Regions from separate parts of the Columba livia genome. Here regions 1 and 3 are each linked to region 2. The links are chromatin contacts, called in public Hi-C maps. All regions are on one chromosome and are shown on one strand. Each heading gives the region's core, a stretch centred on a gene start, on an enhancer-like site or on the middle of the called end of the contact. The rest is flanking DNA. Distances are from core to core; before and after follow the strand shown. Region 1 overlaps UMAD1 (UBAP1-MVB12-associated (UMA) domain containing 1). Region 2 holds the start of GLCCI1 (glucocorticoid induced 1). Region 3 overlaps ICA1 (islet cell autoantigen 1).

Region 1 (2,700 bases), core at 27-2,526, 72 kb after region 2:
CATGCTCTGGGGAGCTACATGGAAAGTTGTACCTTTCCCAACAGCCCTGACATGTGATGTTTGGCAAAGCTGTGGAGAACTAAGCCAGAAATTCCAGATAATAGAACATTTCCAGATAATGTTATTTCTTCCCTTAATTGTGTTACCCTTAAAATACTCTTGTATCCTCTCATGGGGTTTAATCCTGGTCCTATGAAAAGTAATTAACTTTAGCAATCCAGGATAAAACTTCCTATAGAAGGAGAAAGATTCTACTGCCTATATACTGAAAGTAAGTTTGTCACAGGTATCCGCATGGTTCCTTACCAGGAATGCAGTGAAGGTATCTAAATTGGAGCATAGTGAGTTTACATGGTCATCGAAGCTTTCTGGGGGCAGTTCAAGGTATTTAAGTGATAAATATTTTATCATAAGATTTGACTTTATTGCAAGAGCTTGAGGTCTTGATTACTTTATAACTGCTTGCTTTCTGCATCTCACACAATGCTGCTTTACTTCTCTGTTTATCCAACTTAGATCACTTCCATTATTCTGGTGCTGAGGAAAAGGAAGGGAAGAAACATTAATCACATCCTTACTAGCTAACTTTGAACTAATAATCTGCGTTTTTTTACAGTTTGAATAATCATGGCTATGCCAAGGTTATCAAGCTTACAATTACATTATACATGTTATTTACCACAACATGCAGAATTAGCCATGCTTTTGGGTATGTGCTTGTTTTATATAAAATAGCATCATTCATACACTATTCAAAAAACCTAAAATCTAACTATGATTAAAATGGACAGAGACAGATTTGTTTGCAAGAAATATGAAGTCAGTCCCTACTGTTTTTTTAATTCATGACTTATGATCTATTAATTGCCTCAGTTTTGTGATTCTTTGTGCAGTCTTTATGCTGTAGAAACAGATGATGTTTCTTTGTTAAATGTTTTGCTGTTTCCTGTTGTGAGAAATTAATTGACTGTTACTATTCAAGTCCTAACAAACAACATTTCTACTGTCCTTTGCTAATTATGCCATGCCTGCATTTTACATAGCATTTCACACTACATTTGTTTTTCTACTTTATATTTTAGGGCAGATTATTTGTAAGAATGTGCACTTATGTTCATATTATCTTGACCTAACAGACCAGATCTGATTGCTTTTTAAATGTATGCGAATAATTGGCTTGGAAACAACACACAAATACAAGTGCTGCATTTAGTGTGAATGCAAGAAAGTTAAATTGGGCTGGCACTTTAAATAAGCTCAGCTTGCCAGTCTAAGTTCATGTTTTGCTTTGGGCCTGGTAACAATACAATGGACCTATCTTTGGGATAATAACAATTATGTCTACTTATCTCACTGAAAAACAAGGCCTGACCTGCTGGAGAACTCAAGTTGTAGATTGTGTTAAATGTAAAATGATGGTCAAGAAGAAGTGAAGGGTGAAAGGATGACCTCTTAACATTCACACACGTGCTCTTCGACAGCTACCAGAATAAAACAAATGTCTGTCTGTCAGACTATGGACAAGTAACAAGTGACTTTTAAAAATAACTGTAGTGGTGGTTTGGTGTAGCTGTAAAGGTCTAAGAACTCAGGCAGGACAAAGCCTATAAGCAAAAGTAACAGATCTTAGATCAGCTAGAGCAGACACAAATATTAAGCTTTATTTCACTTAAGTCCTTTAAGCCTGAAACTAGAAGCAATTAAGCTTTGAAAAGAGAATATGAACGCAAAATGACTGTCTAGAGTTCACTACAGGTTTGCAAGTAATTTCTAAGTAGTATCTGTTATTTTCTCTGACGGACTTTAAAAATAGTGGCCTCAAGAAAGGTCTTTGTTTTACAGTAATTCTAAATCCCCATCCCCCACCAACTTCTCCCGCCCACAAAAATCTGTGTCCCTGTCACTTTTCCTCCCACCCTGATTAGCTTTTTCTCTCTTTTCAAAAGCACCGACTCTTTTCTTCGCAGGATGGTTTATTTTGCCTACATTTTGAGCAACTGTCTCGGATGTGATCTGACTGGAGAGCGGCAGCAGCAGCTTTCATTTTCACACCTGAAGAAGGGCTGCAGTCTCCAAAAAGCCAGTCTGGTTTATCTAATGATACTCATGGTTAATAGGAAAAATTACATTTATAAAAAGTTATGCCTATTTATATGCCTATAAAAGTTGTCCTGACTAAAGGCATTTTACCAAACAAACATTTAAAAGTATGTAAAAGAAAACCTAAAGGAATAAAAAAATAATTCTGAAAGATGAACTCTATACCAGGTACTGAGAGATAGGTTAACTCATAGTTACAACTGTTCAACATACCCTTTGAGAAGCAGAGAAGAAATACAGAAGCTTTCAATAAAACATGTAAGTATGTTCTCATATACTGTGGTTTAAGGAGAGAAAATCTGAACTAAAAATTCAAAGGCTAATCCGCTTTTGAAACACGAGGCAAATTCAATTAAATTTCTGCAATTTTAAGTTCAAAGACATTAAAGCAAAGCATCCATAATGTAAGGCAAAGATCATTTTTAAGCACAGAAAGCACAGTACAGTTGCATCTGAAACATTTATATTTTAAAATATCCTGTTGTCATTAATCAGAGCCGTTAATATGATGTGTATGGATAAACAGTTAACACAGTGCAATCAAGCCTTAACTTCTGCATTTCCTGAGTTCAGTTCTCGGTTCCATAACTGACACCATCT
Region 2 (2,700 bases), core at 135-2,634:
CAATACTCTGCTTGCAGTACAGCTACCTGCTTGTTTCATTATTTTTATTTCTCTCTTGTCTCCCTCTGTCTGTTTTCTTTGCCGCCCTTTGATCATTCCACTTAGAAAATTTGTGACTGTGTCTGAGGTTTTCACACAGGACCTATCACAAAATAGTAATGAGAAAGCGTGCATTTATCTTCACATATCTTTGGACCCACTTCCTGTATTTCACTTATTTGTAGAGAACATACAATTGGGAATATTACATTTGGGAAGAGAGAAATAACAAAATGAAGTACTTATATCCCAGTAATATTCTGAATCAGATGACCAGAAAGCATTAGCTGCTGCTGAAGACTAGAACAACCCCAAGCAATCTAAGGTGCAGGTCTCAAATTATAAAACTGGGTCTAAAATATGCTTGTGGCTGGGCACTTGCAGCATCCCTAGGCAGGAATGGGAGGCCACCTGTAGTTAGGGGCCCCTTGTGAAATGCTACTTTCTGCTACTGGGTAGCTGTGCTGAAGCAGGAGTGGAAAATTTTCCTAGAAAATTTCTTTCTCAAGGCTTGTTTGTTTAGCATTTGGCTTGTTTTGCCTTTAAAAAAGTTCTAGCTAGAACAAGCAAGTCATGGGAAAATATATGGAATTATTTTTACTACAAGTTCTTTTTGACAGCTGGACACTGCATTCATCAATCACACTCCATCTTCTCACGGCTCCCAAATGTTCAGCAGCACAGATATGATCTCCTCAGATCACTCTCTGTCCACAGGCTTCTTGGGACTTACCTTGTAGTGGCGCCTTTGCATTCTGCAGGGCTGCTGATACCAAGTCATTATCCCCACTGCTGGTTTTGTTGACACCAGGGAAGAGGTTGAAGTTGAGAAGTCTGGGTGAAATGCAGAGGAGTGAGAAATGAAACAAGATATTGCTAAAATAATGATAATGAAAGTGTTTGGGAAGGGGGTAGGAGGGCCAGGATTCAGGCACAGAGAATAAAGGAGAGCAGGAGCCAAAATGGGGCAGGTAAAAGCAGGCAGGCAGCATTCAGTGCCACTCACAGCACTTTCAACTCATGGTGACTTGCAAGTCTCTACATGCCCAAGTTGTCTTCCAACAAAAGGAAACCCACTTCCAACAAAAGGAAACCCACTACTGAGGACTTACCTTCACATTGCCGATCATCCAATTTAGGGCCAAACGTGGTCAAGTGTTAGATCTCCTTTCCTCATGTCTTTGTTCTCCTGGAGGTGAGGAAAAGTCATTATGTAAAGGAATGTTAGACCTATGGAGTCAAACACTATTCGTACTAGGCCAAATTAGTATTTCCGGATACACACAAATGGGAAAATTTCAGAATTAAGTTCAGCATCAAATTTCAGAAAAAAAAAAGTATTACAGTGCTGTCTTTTTAGTCAAATGCTACTTGTTACTGTATTTCATTCAGCATACAGGATTGTCGCTATGAACAAGTTCTGTGTAATGATCAAGCCAGGAAACTACAGAATAAGAACTGTAAGATTTTCCCTTAAGAAAATTGGATACCACTTCAGATAATTGTCCTTTTTTCCTGTCGGCCAGAAGCTTTTTTTGTGATACTGAATAACTCACTTAAACCAGAACCTGCGCATTAACCATTACTTTTGTTACAACAAAATCTTATCTCATCTGGAATCAGACCTGCTGCTACATCCTCTTCTCTTCTTCAGGAAAATAGGCCAACCACTTGGGACTTTTGAATTATGTATTCCTTAGGCATTTGTTTTAACATAAAGGCAAACATTCAACTCACAGCTAAACCCACCAACCCTTCTTCTTTCCAGGCTTCTCATTCTGTCTGAAGTTTTTCTTTCTGTCCATTGATACAGGTATTTCCATTCAATGCTTTTCTTTAGCCAGCGTCAGCCGTGTCAGACCGTACCCCATGAGAAGCTGAGTTTTCTCCAGCCTGCAGCCCTGCCCTATGTTACTGTTTTGAGTTTAGTCACTTGGCTCAGTCACTGTCTCCATTCCATTCCGCAGTTCATCATCTGGGAAAAAAAAAATCTGCTTGGTACAGCTGGGACTAAGCCCAAGTGCTTTCACAGGGGTAGCTGAGGGCTTTTGCAGGCTTGTTTTCCCTTTATTCCATTTCTTGGCAATCAATATGAGGACACTTTATTTCTGGGGATACTGAATACCAAAGTGAAGCTGATTCATATGGTGCATTAAATTAATGATACCATGTAAAATGGTAAGTATTCTGATAACCTGAGGTGTCAAAAAGTAATGGACCCTTCTAGTGTTTTTTACTTTCTCTTGCTGGTATCTTATCTGTAAAATATCAATAATAATCACTAAATAATGCAACACTTCATTTTGCAAGGACATCATAAAAATAATTCTTCATATTTATAAAACAGCCTCATGCTACATCATAAAACCATTTGTGAAGAAACACATTATGTTTTCAGAGTAGCTTAGGTATTCTATGGTGTCTACAGCAACAGTACCTTGAATGGAAAAGATAAAACAGTAAGCAAATACCAGACACAATTTGAATATATTGTTATATTTATTACTAGTCATACCAAATATAATTAAGGAAAGGAAAGGCACCATTTCCTGTGAGCAGTTACCTTAGTTAGGATATTAGGAAAGCACAAATGTGCTGTATAGTACTTTGATTTATATAGCAATTTACTTTTTAAATGAGCATTGTCTCTTAATGGGGTAG
Region 3 (2,700 bases), core at 8-2,507, 110 kb before region 2:
ACAGATGTTGTGCAACGATTTGCTGTCCTTGTGGTGAGTTCAAACAACTAATTTGGTATAATGCCCTCTAGTTCCTGTGTTGGCCGAAGTCTGGTCTTTTACAGATTTTGTATGTGTGGTATGATGGACTTCCAACCATACTCCTTAGTAATCTCTTTTTTTTTCTCCTCTGAAACATCCTAATCTATCATTCTTTTCACATAAACTAATTTGCACCTTTGATCGGACATTTAATTATCTCCTGCTTTTTTGTCCCCATTGCTAAGCCTGAACTGATCTGAACTGCTAATCTGAACATTGCTAAGCCTGAACTGATATAACTTGGCTTTCGGTGGAAGAAAAATACAGAGCAGAAAAAAAAAATCATGTCATTGTATAATATTTATGGAGTCACATGCATAATGTGTGAGGAGGTTCTCATTTTTCCCCATCCCTAAGGAGACACAGGAGAGTTGGAAAAGGTACATTATAAAACAGCAGGAATAAACATAGGGCTGGGAAGAAGTGAGGCAGTAGGAAAAAAGAAAGAGAGAAAGGAGTACAATAAATGTGTATGTGCTTGCATAAAGGAGAGATGGAATATTCAATTTCTGTGATAGCCATCACTGAATATATCAGAAGATTGTACAACCAACCTTTGTTTTTTGGAGGGGGAAAAAAAGGAAGAATATTCAAGCCAGCCATAACCTTATACCCTCACGGAGGTCAGTGAATTGCTCACATCTGCTGACTGTCAGTGGTTATGAAGTAATCAGTTTTGACCATGGCTTACTCATTACTGCCAGGCTGGAGTTACAGGGCGTGTGAGCCAACAGGCTCAAGGCAGTAAAATTTTTACAGGCCGAATACTGAAAAACTTAAGAGGGAAATGTGGCATAAATGTGATACAAAGAACAAATTTCATAATAAAATCCACAAAGAAGTCATGGTGCATGTCCATGACCTGGCTGTTTGGTAAATATGATATTTGTATAATATCTTTTAGAAAACAATCCTCCATTGGGATTTAAAAATAGCAGTAGTTAACTCAGTATACCTAATAACATATTTTCTAACCCTATGTTTTTATATTGCTGTTAAAGAAAAAAAAATACAGCAATGCTCATTACACACTTCACTCTTTATCATGACATTCTCCTTGTTGCAGGACCACAGACATGGATTTCACATTAGGATGAAAAAGGCATCTGACCCAAAGTACTGAGAGGATAAGGACAGGGCTGGACATTAGGACAAAGTGACACAGGCAGGAGAAAAGAAAAGCATGAGGCTCTCTGGTCAAACAAGAGAACAGAGTATGGAAGCAGTAGTTCCTCTGGGATATGTTTGTGTCCTGAGCACAATGGCCACATCTCCAGTCACTAGAGATAACACTATGACAGTGTATATCTGGAGTTCTAGATTAAGGAGGTCATTTGTATATTTAATCACAATTTTATCTCTTTTGTATATTTAATTCTTTTTCCCTCCTAGACAGCAAATTGCTAACAGCAGCTCTGCAACTTTTGGAAGGTTTCTGCAACAGTTTTTGTGAGGACCATCTGTAAAGATGTAGCTGAGCTGCCAGCCAGTGACAGGAGTCTCTCAGTACAGTTTGGTGAGCGCAGATCACAGTCCACACCTCTGGCTTGAAAAAACTGAGTGGCAGAGTACCAAAAAGTGTAAGATGTAACTTGAGGACTAGAGGAAATTACTTAAGATGAGCTGTTTCTAAGTCAATCTGTCTCATTTAACAAAGAGAAGATCAAGAGTTGGCTTGACCATTGTATGTAAGTTGATGAGGCTCCTTAATCTACTCATCAGGAGTTTATCAAGAATCAGGGCTTGGAAGATTACGCTAGATTAATTCAAATTGTAAATAAGGCACATATTTAAATACTTGCAGTTATTATTAGCAATAAAAGTGTTTTGTTTTTTTTTTTCCTGGATGTCACTTAGGTTAGGAATTATCAAACCTAACTTCACACATCTGCTGTGTAGATGTCTGCACTTAAACTAAGCAACAACAGTTCCCTTTACAGTCCAGTGGAGAGAAATGGACTCTTTTAGGGTTATAAGAACCAAACTCTGGTCTCAGTTGTTTGTGTTGGCCTCATCTCCACCCACTAAAACAGATCACAGAGTAACAATGTAGATGTCAACACCTGAACTAGGCACACCTAGTGTGTCTCTCTGGAAGACAGGAGCAATATTTTGTGATGTTAATCTGCTGATTTGTTCTAGCCTTAAACTCTCTAGCCAAATACGTGTCAGCTGCCTAGGAACGCTTGTCTAGACAACCTGCAGAGCTTCCTGAAGCTGGATCAGGTATGAATGACCAAGAGGTCAGGAATCCTGCTGTGCACAGGGACAAATAACTGGCAAAAACTGAGCCAAAACAGTGACCACAATTTTGAAGATGACTATGAGAATAATAGTAGGTCTCCTCAAAAAGCAGCTGAAGTGGGCCGTGCTGTATTAGTACATGTGGCAAATCACAGAATCAGAGAAAATATCACAGAATCACAGAATGGTTTTATTTTAAAGAGTATAACAAATTTCAATACTTTTAAAAAGTAGTAGTAGTAGTAGTAGTTCAACTAAATCTGATGTCATCTGATATGTTTTTAAAATTGTGAAAACTTAATCCAACACAAATATACTAAGGTTTCCCTATTAACTGTTTACATTGTTTTCTAGGTGGATAAGGTTTTAAAAGTT

The links. Hi-C and Micro-C count contacts between places; a contact is called where the count stands out from the background.
Region 1: a Hi-C map of liver shows a contact between it and region 2, with 2.1 times the contacts expected there. The contact joins the enhancer-like site here to the promoter of GLCCI1 in region 2. A contact is called at or near these places in 2 of 2 Hi-C or Micro-C datasets (crop and liver).
Region 3: a Hi-C map of liver shows a contact between it and region 2, with 2.1 times the contacts expected there. The contact joins the enhancer-like site here to the promoter of GLCCI1 in region 2.

The regions. Positions count from the first base shown.
Region 1 is chr2:27,978,392-27,981,091 of bColLiv1.pat.W.v2, reverse strand. All of the region lies in intron 2 of UMAD1 (UBAP1-MVB12-associated (UMA) domain containing 1), which reads right to left. It overlaps LOC110355749 (a long non-coding RNA gene), which reads right to left. Exons shown (of 2, transcript XR_010470039.1): 1 at 1,373-2,700; 2 at 1-537. Among named protein-coding and RNA genes, the nearest start is that of UMAD1, 35 kb to the right of the region's middle. Within about 2 kb of position 1,276, at least 1 of the 3 cell types and tissues checked has an H3K27ac peak away from gene starts, as active enhancers do.
Region 2 is chr2:28,050,393-28,053,092 of bColLiv1.pat.W.v2, reverse strand. GLCCI1 (glucocorticoid induced 1) reads right to left here and starts at 1,384. Exons shown (of 10, transcript XM_021281716.2): 1 at 1,152-1,384; 2 at 773-873; 3 at 1-142. The coding sequence starts at 96.
Region 3 is chr2:28,158,813-28,161,512 of bColLiv1.pat.W.v2, reverse strand. The region is part of intron 6 of ICA1 (islet cell autoantigen 1); the gene reads left to right. Among named protein-coding and RNA genes, the nearest start is that of ICA1, 39 kb to the left of the region's middle. Within about 2 kb of position 1,257, at least 1 of the 3 cell types and tissues checked has an H3K27ac peak away from gene starts, as active enhancers do.